Regions from separate parts of the Mus musculus genome. Here region 1 is linked to region 2. A link is a contact called in public HiChIP or PLAC-seq data. All regions are on one chromosome and are shown on one strand. The core of a region is the stretch at or near the end of the contact, and the rest is flanking DNA. Distances in the headings are between cores, read along the strand shown.

Evidence for each region. HiChIP or PLAC-seq counts read pairs in DNA pulled down with a chosen protein or histone mark.
Region 1: a CTCF HiChIP or PLAC-seq map of the NIH/3T3 cell line shows a contact between it and region 2, with 8 read pairs. The contact joins two enhancer-like sites. A contact is called at or near these places in 1 of 15 datasets of contacts at CTCF or cohesin (the NIH/3T3 cell line) and 1 of 484 Hi-C or Micro-C datasets (embryonic stem cells).

The regions. Positions count from the first base shown.
Region 1 is chr15:103,125,348-103,130,943 of GRCm38.p6, forward strand. It overlaps D930007P13Rik (Riken cDNA D930007P13 gene), which reads right to left. Exons shown (of 7, transcript NR_045743.1): 4 at 1,612-1,691; 5 at 671-891; 6 at 404-520. Among named protein-coding and RNA genes, the nearest start is that of D930007P13Rik, 19 kb to the right of the region's middle. Within about 2 kb of position 2,849, at least 26 of the 459 cell types and tissues checked have an H3K27ac peak or open chromatin away from gene starts, as enhancers often do. A contact at or near this core is called in the NIH/3T3 cell line, where this site is marked.
Region 2 is chr15:102,888,956-102,894,530 of GRCm38.p6, forward strand. No RefSeq gene overlaps it. Among named protein-coding and RNA genes, the nearest start is that of Hoxc13, 29 kb to the right of the region's middle. Within about 2 kb of position 2,121, at least 7 of the 459 cell types and tissues checked have an H3K27ac peak or open chromatin away from gene starts, as enhancers often do. A contact at or near this core is called in the NIH/3T3 cell line, where this site is marked.

The DNA.
Region 1 (5,596 bases), core at 1,599-4,098, 240 kb after region 2:
CACAGCTTAATCCTGTCAAACTTCCTGAGATGTATGTATGGTCAGGGATTGGGTGGGGAATTGCATAGGGACAGTCTATGAGAAGCAAGCTGAGGGCCATTCAGAGGTAACAAGGATGCCCTGGAGACTTGGGGTAGAGAAAGAGCCTCCTGTTCCTATGCACCATTGTAAGAGCAGCTATACAGCAGGCACTGGACCAGGAGGCAAAGACATGAACCTGAGAGGCAAGGGCAGCACCTGGAAGAGCTCCAGAAACTCAGGTCCTCCTCCAACAAAACCTACCTTGACATTCAAGGTCACTGACATTCACACTCACCACAGCTCTACACACCCTGGCTTCTGATGTCCAAAGACACGCATTCTCCTTTATTCTAGCTTTCTTCTTTCCAGAATCCTCACTCACCTTATGACCTGTCCCTCCCTCGAGGCAGGAGAGGAAGCTCCATCCAAGTATCGGACGGACTAGGGCTAGACATTCCGAGCTCCTACCTAGTGGCGGAGACGACTGAGACTGAGGAGCCTAGGGGGAGACCAAGGATAGATGTGTGAGCTTGTAAGTCCAGGCTGGATCCGACTCTGCCTCTTACTGGTAGATACATCACTCATCTGCCCAGGGGTGGAGATGGGGCAGGGGGAGGGGATGAAAAACACCCACAGCCCATTAACCTACTTTTGCAACTTCATTAAAACAGAGTCTCCGACATGTCGCCATAAATTGTCTTCTGAGGAAGAAGCCAAATCCAACACGGAGTTCAAGCAGCCCAGCCTTGCAGAAGTGGCCGCAATATGGAGTACCGAGAGGAAGAGGAACTGTGTGTGGGGTGGGGTGGGGTAGGAGCAGCACTCAGGACTCTGTGGGCTGGGCTACTCCAGTTCCTGGCACAGGGCCTCCTGGTGCAGATGAGAGACAAACAAGGGCTTTGGACTTTTTCTTCTGGAGAGAACAAGTCTCACTATGTAACAGAGGCCAGCCTCAAACCCATGATCCTCTTGCCTAAGACTCCAAGTGCTGGGATTGGAGATGTGTGCTACCACATTTGGCTAAAGAGCAAGCCTTTCTTTTCTCAGTTCTTGGAGGCCTCACTGATGCTTGAGAAGTGTTCTACCGTAGAGCTACATCCCTAACCCAGGGAAGAGCTCTTCTATAGCATTATACGTGTGATGCTCTGGCCAGGAACCCTCAGAGCTTCCTGGAGTCCCTCTCTACAAAGCTAAACCTCCTCTCAGCTTTACAAGGCCTCCTCCAAGAAGCCACGATTTAGAGCTTGGTATGGCAGCACATGCCTGCAATCCCAGGACTCGGGAGGCTGAAGAAGGAGGATCTCCGGTTCAAAATCAGACTGAACTACACAGTAAGGCCCTCTCTCAAAATAAGAAAACAAAACAAAACCAAAAAAGAAGTCCTCAGTTACTTAGCTTCTCTGTGTCTTATTTTACTCATAGGACTTTTTCTTCTGGAGAACAAGTCTCACTATGCAATTACATAATGCTATATAATCATGTGGTTGAATCTTAAATAGGACAGCCTATGGAAAATGCACAACACGTAGGACCGAGCACATTCTAGGGGTCAAATACATTGGCTATTATCATTGTCCTGCACTCATTTACCTAGGCTTTCAGCCACCTCTAAAGGACCTTTGAAGTTCACGGATTCCAGCTCCATGTCTTACACATGGGAAAAATAAGGCCTAAAAAGAAGAGACTTGGGTCAGAATCAGAACCTAGATTTTCTTTTACCCAGGCTCTTTCCCTGAGACATGCCCTTGCCCTTAGTTGAACAATGAAGAATTCATCTGGGGTAGTGTTGGGTTTTCTGTCACTGAGACAATGACTTGAGGAACAACTTCAAAGGCCATGTCTCTGCTCACAGTTTCAGGCCTTTAACTATGGCCTGGGCAACACTGTGTCCAGTGGAGCAGAGCATCATAGCTGTGATGATGTAGAGGACAGAGTTACTCAGCTTATGGAAACCAGGAACAGGACCCTCCAGAGGTATGCCCCAGTTGCCTTCCTCCATCTAAGCTCCACCTCCTAATGTTTCCATCACACCCTAAAACAGCGCCCCCAGCTGGGGACCAATTGGTTCCACATGCAAGCCTGTGGGGAAATATTTCATATTAAAACCATAACAAGCAGACTGGGGCTTCCTCTGCCACGAGCATTCTATTAGGAATGATTACTTTAGATCCTCTTTTCAAAAAGACCTCCCTGGAAATAAAGAACGAAAAGGAAAACAAAATGACTCACTCTGAATCCCACAACAAACGGGGACCTAGGAGCTGAAGAGTTGGTAAAGTGTTGGCCTAAAATGCCCAAAGCCCTGGGTTCAATCCTCACCACGTTATAAGATGGGTGTGGCGATATAAGCATGTATTCCCAGCACTCAGGAAGTAAAGGTAGGAGTCAGAAATTCCAGAACATCCTTGGCTACATATCAAATTCCAAACCATCATGGGTTAAATGAACCCCTGTCGCAAAGCCAAAAATAGAGAGAAAAAGAAAAAGGAAAAGAAACAAAAAATTAGTTTGACTGTCAGAAGGAAACACTGCAGGGCCAAGAGCAAGATGGCCTGGAGCCTAAACAGAGGGGTCCTCTTTTCTCTACACTGGCAGCCTGTCAGAAAAATACCCTGGGGTGTTACAGATCCCAGGCTTAGACCCTGGCAATGTGGTCTCAGAAATCCAAGAGGTGGGGCCCCAGAGGGGACATGTGCTTCCCAGGGCTTCCTTGTGAGAGAAAAAAATACTACAGGAAGTAGTTCCTGGGGTAGGTTCTTTGGGCTTGTCTACTCTGACAGGAAGTGGGGTACCAGGGAGTGAAGCAGACATGTTGGGCTCTGCTGGTCCAGGTATCTCACCCCGACATGCCTCAGTCCTGAGCCTGTAACTCCACCCTAGCTACAGCCCAAAACAGCACTCCATAAAACACACATTGCTTTAATTTTCCTTTGAAGGGGCAATTTAGCAGGCCACCTGCAAGCCCTTGGGAGAGTTAAGGAGATCTATCTTGTTTTCTCCAAGTGCCCTCCCCAAAGTGGATTCCTGAGGTCAAAGTTCACAGGTAACTATTGAGGAGGAAGAGTGTTTGGAATAAGCATAGTGTTTGCTGAGAGTGGAGAACAGAAGTATTTTTAAATTTATATGAAGGAAAAGAGAGAAAGCAGGAGAAAGCCAGGCCCAGCCAACAATGAGGAACACACAAATGCTGTGTGACTCAGCCTGGATCTTTTCCCTCTCTGGGTCTCCTGTAAGCAAATATCTCATAAAGTAAGAAATGTGTGACTCAGCTCCAGCCTCTGGGGCCCTCACACCTACTCAAGATGAGATTCTCTGATATTCATGCTCACAGCCAAACTTTACTTACAGAGCCCTGGCATTTTCCTTTTTGGGATCTTGCCAGGACTCACTAAGAGCAATTTCAGCCCCCAGCAACCACAGACCCTCCTCTGCCCTCAACTTCACCCCCTGGGTTCTTCTGCCTGTCTTCAAAGGTGGATTTTATTAGGCTGCTGGGAGGAGGGAGCCACCACCCTTCCTTAACTTTTTTTTTCCCAGGGATTTTCCCATGGCCTTTCTCTTCTTCTCTCTAGAGCAGGACTGAGGGGCAGCCGCTCCTTGGTCTCTGGATATATCCAAGATCCTTAGGGACCACAAGAGAGTGGGAGATGTAAGGGACAGGACCCTAGGGTGCCTTGCACAGGTACTGACTCCCCTTCAGCTCCCTGCAAGGAACATCTCCTGTCGGTAAGGTATGTGAAGCTCAGAAGTTTGGGGGTACTCTCTGCAGCCTCCACCAACTCCTCTCCCAGGGGTGATGTGGGAAAATGAGGGCTAGTCAGAAGCAGAAATGTAGGATGGGGGTCTCATTCACTCAGGAGCCCTCCCCCTTCTTCACACTTTGGAAGAGTTTTTCTGGTCTCTTAGAATTCCAGCCTCAGTATTCTCAGAGTAGGGTGATAAAACAAGGAGCCTGTTCTCAGGCTAAGAAGGGCTCCAGAGGTCAGGGTCGGGGATGGAAGGCAGGATATCTTGGCTGTGGGCCGGAAGACAGAAGTATGGGAACCCAGGGTGATGGGAAACTCCGGTCCCTGAGGTAGCAGCAGCAGCAGACCTCACCAGGGGCGCCCACTGGAAACTTGCCAAGCTTCTGCAGCCCCGGCATCCCAGTGGGGACCTGAGAAGGCCTGATGCCAAGTCACAGGGCTGGTTCTAAGGGATGGAAGGGCAGATTCTCCCCCAGCAGTTGTCAAGGGGAAGAGAAACAGAATAGAGCCCACACGAGGGGATTGAGAGGACCAGACAAACCTCAAATAGTGGAGTCTTGTAGTACTCTGTGTGTTAAGCTCCCCCTTTTGTCTGTCTGCTTTTTGCAATACTCTACATAGTCCTAGCTGTCCTGGAACTCAGTATGTAGATCAAAGTGACCTCAAATTCACAGAGCTCCCCCTGCCTCTGCTTCCCAAGTGCTGGAATTAAAGGCATGCACCACCAAGCCTAGTTTAGTTCTCAACCTTTTAAATATAAATAAATTGAAAATATAAGCAATAAGAAAGTGTCCTCATTTCATGCGGATATGCCTAGAATTCACACTCACCTACTTTCTCTGGATCTATAACCCGCCCAACTCAATTTCAACACCATCCATGGCTTACCACTTAACCTTCCCTCTAGGAAGTGGCTGTGTGTCAGTCTGCCGCTGGGCCTGTCTCTAGTCTTACCACCATGGATACACAGAATCTCAGAACAGGGAGGCCCCAGCACCTCATGGTACAACTACAAAGCTGACCAGAGAAACTGCTTGCTCGGGGATCACAGAGCTAGAAAGAAGCAGAGCAGGGACTTGAACGAGTTCATTGGTGTGCTCTCCTCTGTAGTCAGGCTCTCAGCCAGTTATACACATAGATGCCAGGCACCATGGTAGGCCAGGGAAGTGGAAATTAATAGGAGCCCTGCTTCTGAGGCTCAGCAAGGAGAGGGAACTATTCCACATCAACTTCCAAAAGAACATACCCTCTCCAAATGCAAAGCACCAATTCCTAAGAACAGTCAAAAGGCATGCATAAAGCCCAGCGCTGCATGAACCAGGTGTGGTGATAAACACATGTAACCCTGAAACTTGGGGAATAAGAGCAGGACAGGAGTTTAAGGTTATCCTAAGTCATATATTAAGTTCAAGGCCAGCCTGGGGCTACATGAGACCCTTTCAAACAAACAAACAAATAAACAAACCGGTGTCAAGTATATCGACATGCTTCTGTAATCCCAGCACTCAAGAGGGAGGGAAGTAGATCAGGAGTTCATGGCCAGTCTGGGTTGCACAGCAAGACCTTGCCTTAAAAATGGGACCTGAGAGAGCTAAGCATAGTGGAGCATGCTTTAGCCCCAGCACTTGAGAGGCAGAGCCAAGTGGATCTCTGTGAGTTTAAATCTAGCATGATTTATACATTGATTCACGGGACAGCCAGGGCTAGAGAGGGGTTAGAGAGGTGGCTTTGCAGTCAAGAGCAGTTGCTGCTCTTCCAGAGGACCCAGATTCTATTCCCAGTAACCTCATAGAAGCTCACAACCATTTGTAATTCCAGTTTCAGAGGAT
Region 2 (5,575 bases), core at 871-3,370:
AGGCTGGTGAGATGGCTCAGTGGGGAAAGGCATCTTCCCCCTAGCCTGAAGACCTGAGTTCTATTCCCAGGCTTCACGTGATGGAAGGAGAGAACTGGTCCTTGAAAGTTGTTCTCTGACCTCCACACACACGCCATTGTACATGCACACGAGCATGCATACCAGTGCATCCGTCTGTCTCTGTCTCTGTCTGTCTCTGGCTCTCTGTCTCTATCTCTGGCTCTCTGACTCTTTGTCTCTGTCTCGCTGTCTCTGTTTTTCTCTCTGTCTTTGTCTCTCTCTGTCTCTCCCATCTCTGTCTCTCTCTCACACACACATACACACACACACAATTTTTAAAGTTTTTAAGATAAAAATACCTTAAGTGACTACACTACACCCATGGGATAAGGTCCTCCAAAGACAAATGCCAGTGGCATTGACGCTTTCTGTTATTTGGGTTGATTGATGCATTGTATAAACTATTATTGGCTATTATTGGCTGGCATCTGTCTGCATCCTCCCAATAGAGTCCACCTGGTTGAGTGTGTAAGCCTGTCTCTTAGACTGTCCACATCATTGTCTCTTGCCTAGCATCGTTAACAGGAAGCTTATTATAAATACCATGCCATTCTTGGCCCACAGGTCGAGAGTGCTCTCCTAGTCATTGTGGCTCATGCCCGATAGGATTAGGTGTGGGTTTACTGAAATCCCATTGGCTGGAATATTTGTTGATATTTCCACCCCCTAGCTTGAGAAATACTTCTTTTCTCTTTGCTTTAATGCTTATTCCTCTCAGGCTCTTTCCACAGGGACTGATGCGTAGTATGCTTGAGAAATTCTGTTGGGTGTGTGAACGCTTTCTATTTATTGTCTTCAGATATTTCATACAGAGGAAGCATATGTAATGGAAATATAAGATAAAATAAGTAAAACACTCCTGTGTGCCTAATACCTTCGCTTAAGAACTAAATTGTTGTTAAGATGGCAAAGCCTCCTTTGTGTCCCATACTAATTATGTTTATTTTCTCCCCCTCTGGAGGAAACTTCTATTCTACTGTCTTTCTGCATTTACCAACACTAGCAGTTTAGGATGCTCTGTTACATATAGTCCTTAGCCAAGATCCTATATGGCTCAAAATATATCTGAACTCTTGTAAAAAATACACACACACACACACACACACACACACACACACACATATCAATGATGATGAATATATTCTAATAAGTTGCTTTTTTTCTCTCAACATTTTGCCATTTTTCTTAATGTTCATAGACTGCAGTTCTTTTTTATTGATGTGTTATGAAGAAATGACTAAACTACAATCTACTTAACCATGCTCCAGTCAAGAAATAGTCCAGTTGGCCACAGATAGTGTTTGTTCAGTGCTGAACACCCCTTCCCTCCCCAGGCTTTCTCTCTAATGTCAGGAACAAGGCAAGAGTGTCCATTCTGGGAGTTTTAGCTAGGACAATCCAGTGAGAAGAATAAATAAAAGGTCATGAGGTCCTCAAAGAAGGTGCCAGGAATCCCTAATAGAGAAAGATTCATCTCTTCAGCAAGCGGTGCTGGAAAAACTGGACATCTTCACAGTCCAGACAAAGAAGCTGGACTCTTAGCACATTCTGTGTACGAGTCTTAACTAGAACTGGACATCGTGGCACATCCCTGCGGCCCTACACTTAGAGGGATGAGGCTGGGGGATTACAAGATGGAGGCCATCCTGGGCAAGACTGTCTTTAAAAAGAAAGGAGGGAAGGAGGAGGGAGGGATATAGGAAGAGAAAGCACAAAAAAAGAAAACAAAGATTAAGGGCCTAGACTAGAGATAATACAGTGGTATAAAGGCCATTAGCCTAGCATGGCCAGACCCTGGGTTCAATTGCCAGCACCATCAGAAACAAAAACTATTGAAATGCTGAAAACATGTCCATGACCCAAATGTAAGACCCAAAACAACAAAACTCTCCTGCTCCCAAAGTGGAGTACAGGGGAAAGCTTCCTGAGTTTGGATTTGAGAGTTACTCCTTGACTCTTGACTCTTGACACCTGAAGCTTAGCTCACAGAAGCTAAGACAGACACATGAAAACACAGCAAAACTCAGACCTGCCCAGCACAGGAAATGAGCAATGCAGCAAACACGTGGCCTGTAGAATTGGAGGGTGTTGCCAAGTATCTGGAAGGGTCAGCTCTGAAAATCTCTGGAGAAGTCTCACAACTCAACAGCAAACCCAAGCAACCTCAGTTGAGAGTGGGCAGAGGGGCTGGTGAGATGTTTTAGCGGTTAAGATCGCTGAGTGCTCTTCCAGAGGTCATGAGTTCAAATCCCAGCAACCACATGGTGGCTCACAACCATCCGTAATGAGAAACAAACTAACCAAAAAACAAACAAACAAACAAACAAACAAACAAACAAAAACAAAACAACCTATCCCCTCTCTCGGGGGTAGGGGGAAGAGAATGGGCAGAGAAGTGAGGTAGAGATTTATCTGGCCGGAGAAGGCACATAAGAAGGCACATAGATGACCAGCAAGTGGACGCAATTGCTCTGGGTCATTAACCATCAAATATCTGAAAGCCACAAAGATCCAGCACCTCGCACTCGATGGCCACAAGTGGGACCTGGGAAAGTGGAGGTGGCTCAGCAGCTAAGAGCACCGCTGCTCTTGCAAAGGACCTACATCTAGCTGCTCACACCCACCTGTGACTCTGCCTCCAGGAGATCCCTCTGGAGGAAGAGGCAGGAAGAGGAAGGCACCTATATGCATACTCTCCAATACACATAAGTAAACTAACACTTTTTTAAAGACAAGTGTTGGTGAGGATATGGAGAAACTTGCCCCCGTGCACTGAAAAATGTGAATATAAAGAGATAAAGCCATAAATGAAAAGTTGTATTTAGGTTTCTCAAAAATTAAAAATAAAATAAAGCTGAGGGCATAACACATGGTAGAGTGCTTGCCTAGCCTGTGTGGGGCCCTGAGTCCACTCCTCAGCCATTTCCAAACAATTTTCACTAGAATTGCCACATGACCTAGGGACCTCATTTCTGGTTATTTATCCGGAAGATTAGACAAAAGCAGATATTTGCATCCTCAGTCTTGTTCACCGTGGCCAAAAGGGGAAGCACCTAATGCCTATCAACTGATACATGCATAAAGAATGACATATACATGTAATGAAATGTTACTTGATCATAAAAAGGCCCTGTCATCTAAGTGAAGCCTGAAGATATTGCGCCTAGTGACATAAGCCAGTCACACACAAATAGCATGTGACTCTTGTGAACTCTCTAAACTTGTCAAACTCTTAAAGAAAGAAACAGTGGTTAGCAGACCTGTGAGGACTAATAGTTATCTTGTTCAATAGATGGGTCTCAGTTTTACACAACATAAAGTTCTAGAGATCTGTCCCTCAGCAGTTCACATCCTGTCATCACTGCTGCACACCACAGCTTAAATAATGGTGTGGTGGTGAAATTTACATACTTAGCAGTTGATAAATAAAAATTGAATGGAATTGTGGAACAGTAGAATATGCACGTCTTAAGTTGCTTCTAATTTGCTAGAATCAGTGAGTTAATCACTCCAAAGTGGCCATACCACCAAATGCGTGCTCTCAGTGTGTGCAAGATTCTAGTCTCTCTGCCCACTCATAACACCTGAAAAGCTTGCCAATCTGATAGCTGTTTCAATTGACTTTTTTTTTTTTTTTTTTGAGCAGAAAATTCAAGTGTCTTTTGGGATTTTTTTTTTTTTCCCCGCCATCTGGGTTTCTACTCAAATGCTAATCTCTTTCTGGTTGGGCACATTTTTAGGCTGTTTGGGTTGTTTTTTTCTTACTGGTGTTTAGAATCAATTATTCACATACTCTGTGTACTAATCTTTTATAAATCATTGAGTAGCTACTGTCTTCTACCTGGTGATCGGTCATCTCACTTTGTAAGTACACCTTTAAGAAAAACAAATTTGGGGCAGGAGATGAGGCTTAATGGCCGGCATACACTTGGTGTGTGTGAGACACCCACACCCACATCCCTAGAGCTCCCTACCCCGCCAGCACTCTGTGCTCTCCAAAACAGGAAACAAGCTTTTGGCATAGCCAAATTTATCTATCTTTTCGATGATGCTTTGTTCTTTTCTTTCCTAATGGATTTTCTCCTAAAAAAAAATAATGTTGTTCTGGAATAGATCATTTTAATTGCATTTATTGTTTTATACATTCACTTGTGTGTGCAGGTGCACAGTCACCTGCATGCTTGTGTGAAAGCCTGAGGCTAGCATTTATCCTCTTACTGAACCTAGAGCTTATCCTTTCAGATAGACAGGCTGGTCAGCACACCCTCAGAATCCACCTGCCTCTACTTCCCACCAGAGACCCACTGACACCGCTGAATCCAAACTCAGACCCCCATGCTTATGCCACAAGCACTTTACCCAGCGAGCCATCTCTCTGGCTTTGTAGAATAGCTTTTGAAGAGACAAAAAAAAAAAAAAAAAAAAAAAAAACGGTAATAGGAGGCAGAGAGATGTGTGAGGAGAGGTTTTCCTTGGACTGGCAATGTGGCGGTTAGCAGAATGTTTGCCTAACATGTGCTGGCTGGTGGCACGTGACAATTTGACACAAACTAGAGTCATCAGAGAGGAAGGAGGCTCAGCTGAGAAAATTCCCCCCACCCCATGAACTCCAGCTGCAAGGCATTTTCTGGATTTTTGGTGAACGGCCGGGGGGGGGGGGGGGGCAGCCCACTGTGGGTGGAGCCACCACCCACATGGCCTCTGCATCAGCTTCTGTCTCCAGTTTCCTGCTTGAGTTCAGTGATGAACTATGATCTGGATGTGTAAGTTGAATAAGCCCTTTTTTTCCCAACTTGATTTTTTAATCATATTGTGGTTGTTTTTTCTTTGTTTGTTTGTTTTGCAGCAATAGAAACTCCAGTTACGACAGCATACTCGAGACCTTGGCTATGATTCCCAGGACCACATAAACTGAATGTGGCCTATAATCCCATTATAGTACTTGAGAGGTGGAAACAGCAGAATCTCAATTACAAGGTCATGCTCTGCTACATAGTTCAAGGTTAGTCTAGACTATGTGAACCCCTGTCTCAAAAACAAACAAATAAATCGAAAACAAATAGAAGGGTTCTACCTCCATGGAGAAGGAAGGTAGAAGACTGTATGCCTGTGTGTACTCTGGTCAAGGTTGCTCCAGGGACAATGACTTAACCTGAGAAGGGCAGGCTGTCCCATGAAGGTTTGCAGAGTTTTGGGGTGCTTATGGGAGTGATGAACTCTGCAGGTGGCACATAATATTTCACCTGGAAGGGAAGTACTGTGTTTTTCCACTTCTTTGTGAGCAACATCTGATCAACATAAACCAAACCAAGTGTGCTCTGATGTGTCCAGCTTTCTACACCCATTTCTTACCTAGGACTTTCTACACAGTAGAAGCAAAGTGATTTCAAGATGATTAAAGACAAAAGCTCTGAGGATTAGAAGACTACAGGGACCGGCAGAAGTAGGAATGCCCTTCCCTTGGAGCCTATGAAAGCGTTAAGTAGAGGCCTGGAAGGAGTCCTCTGTAGCTGCT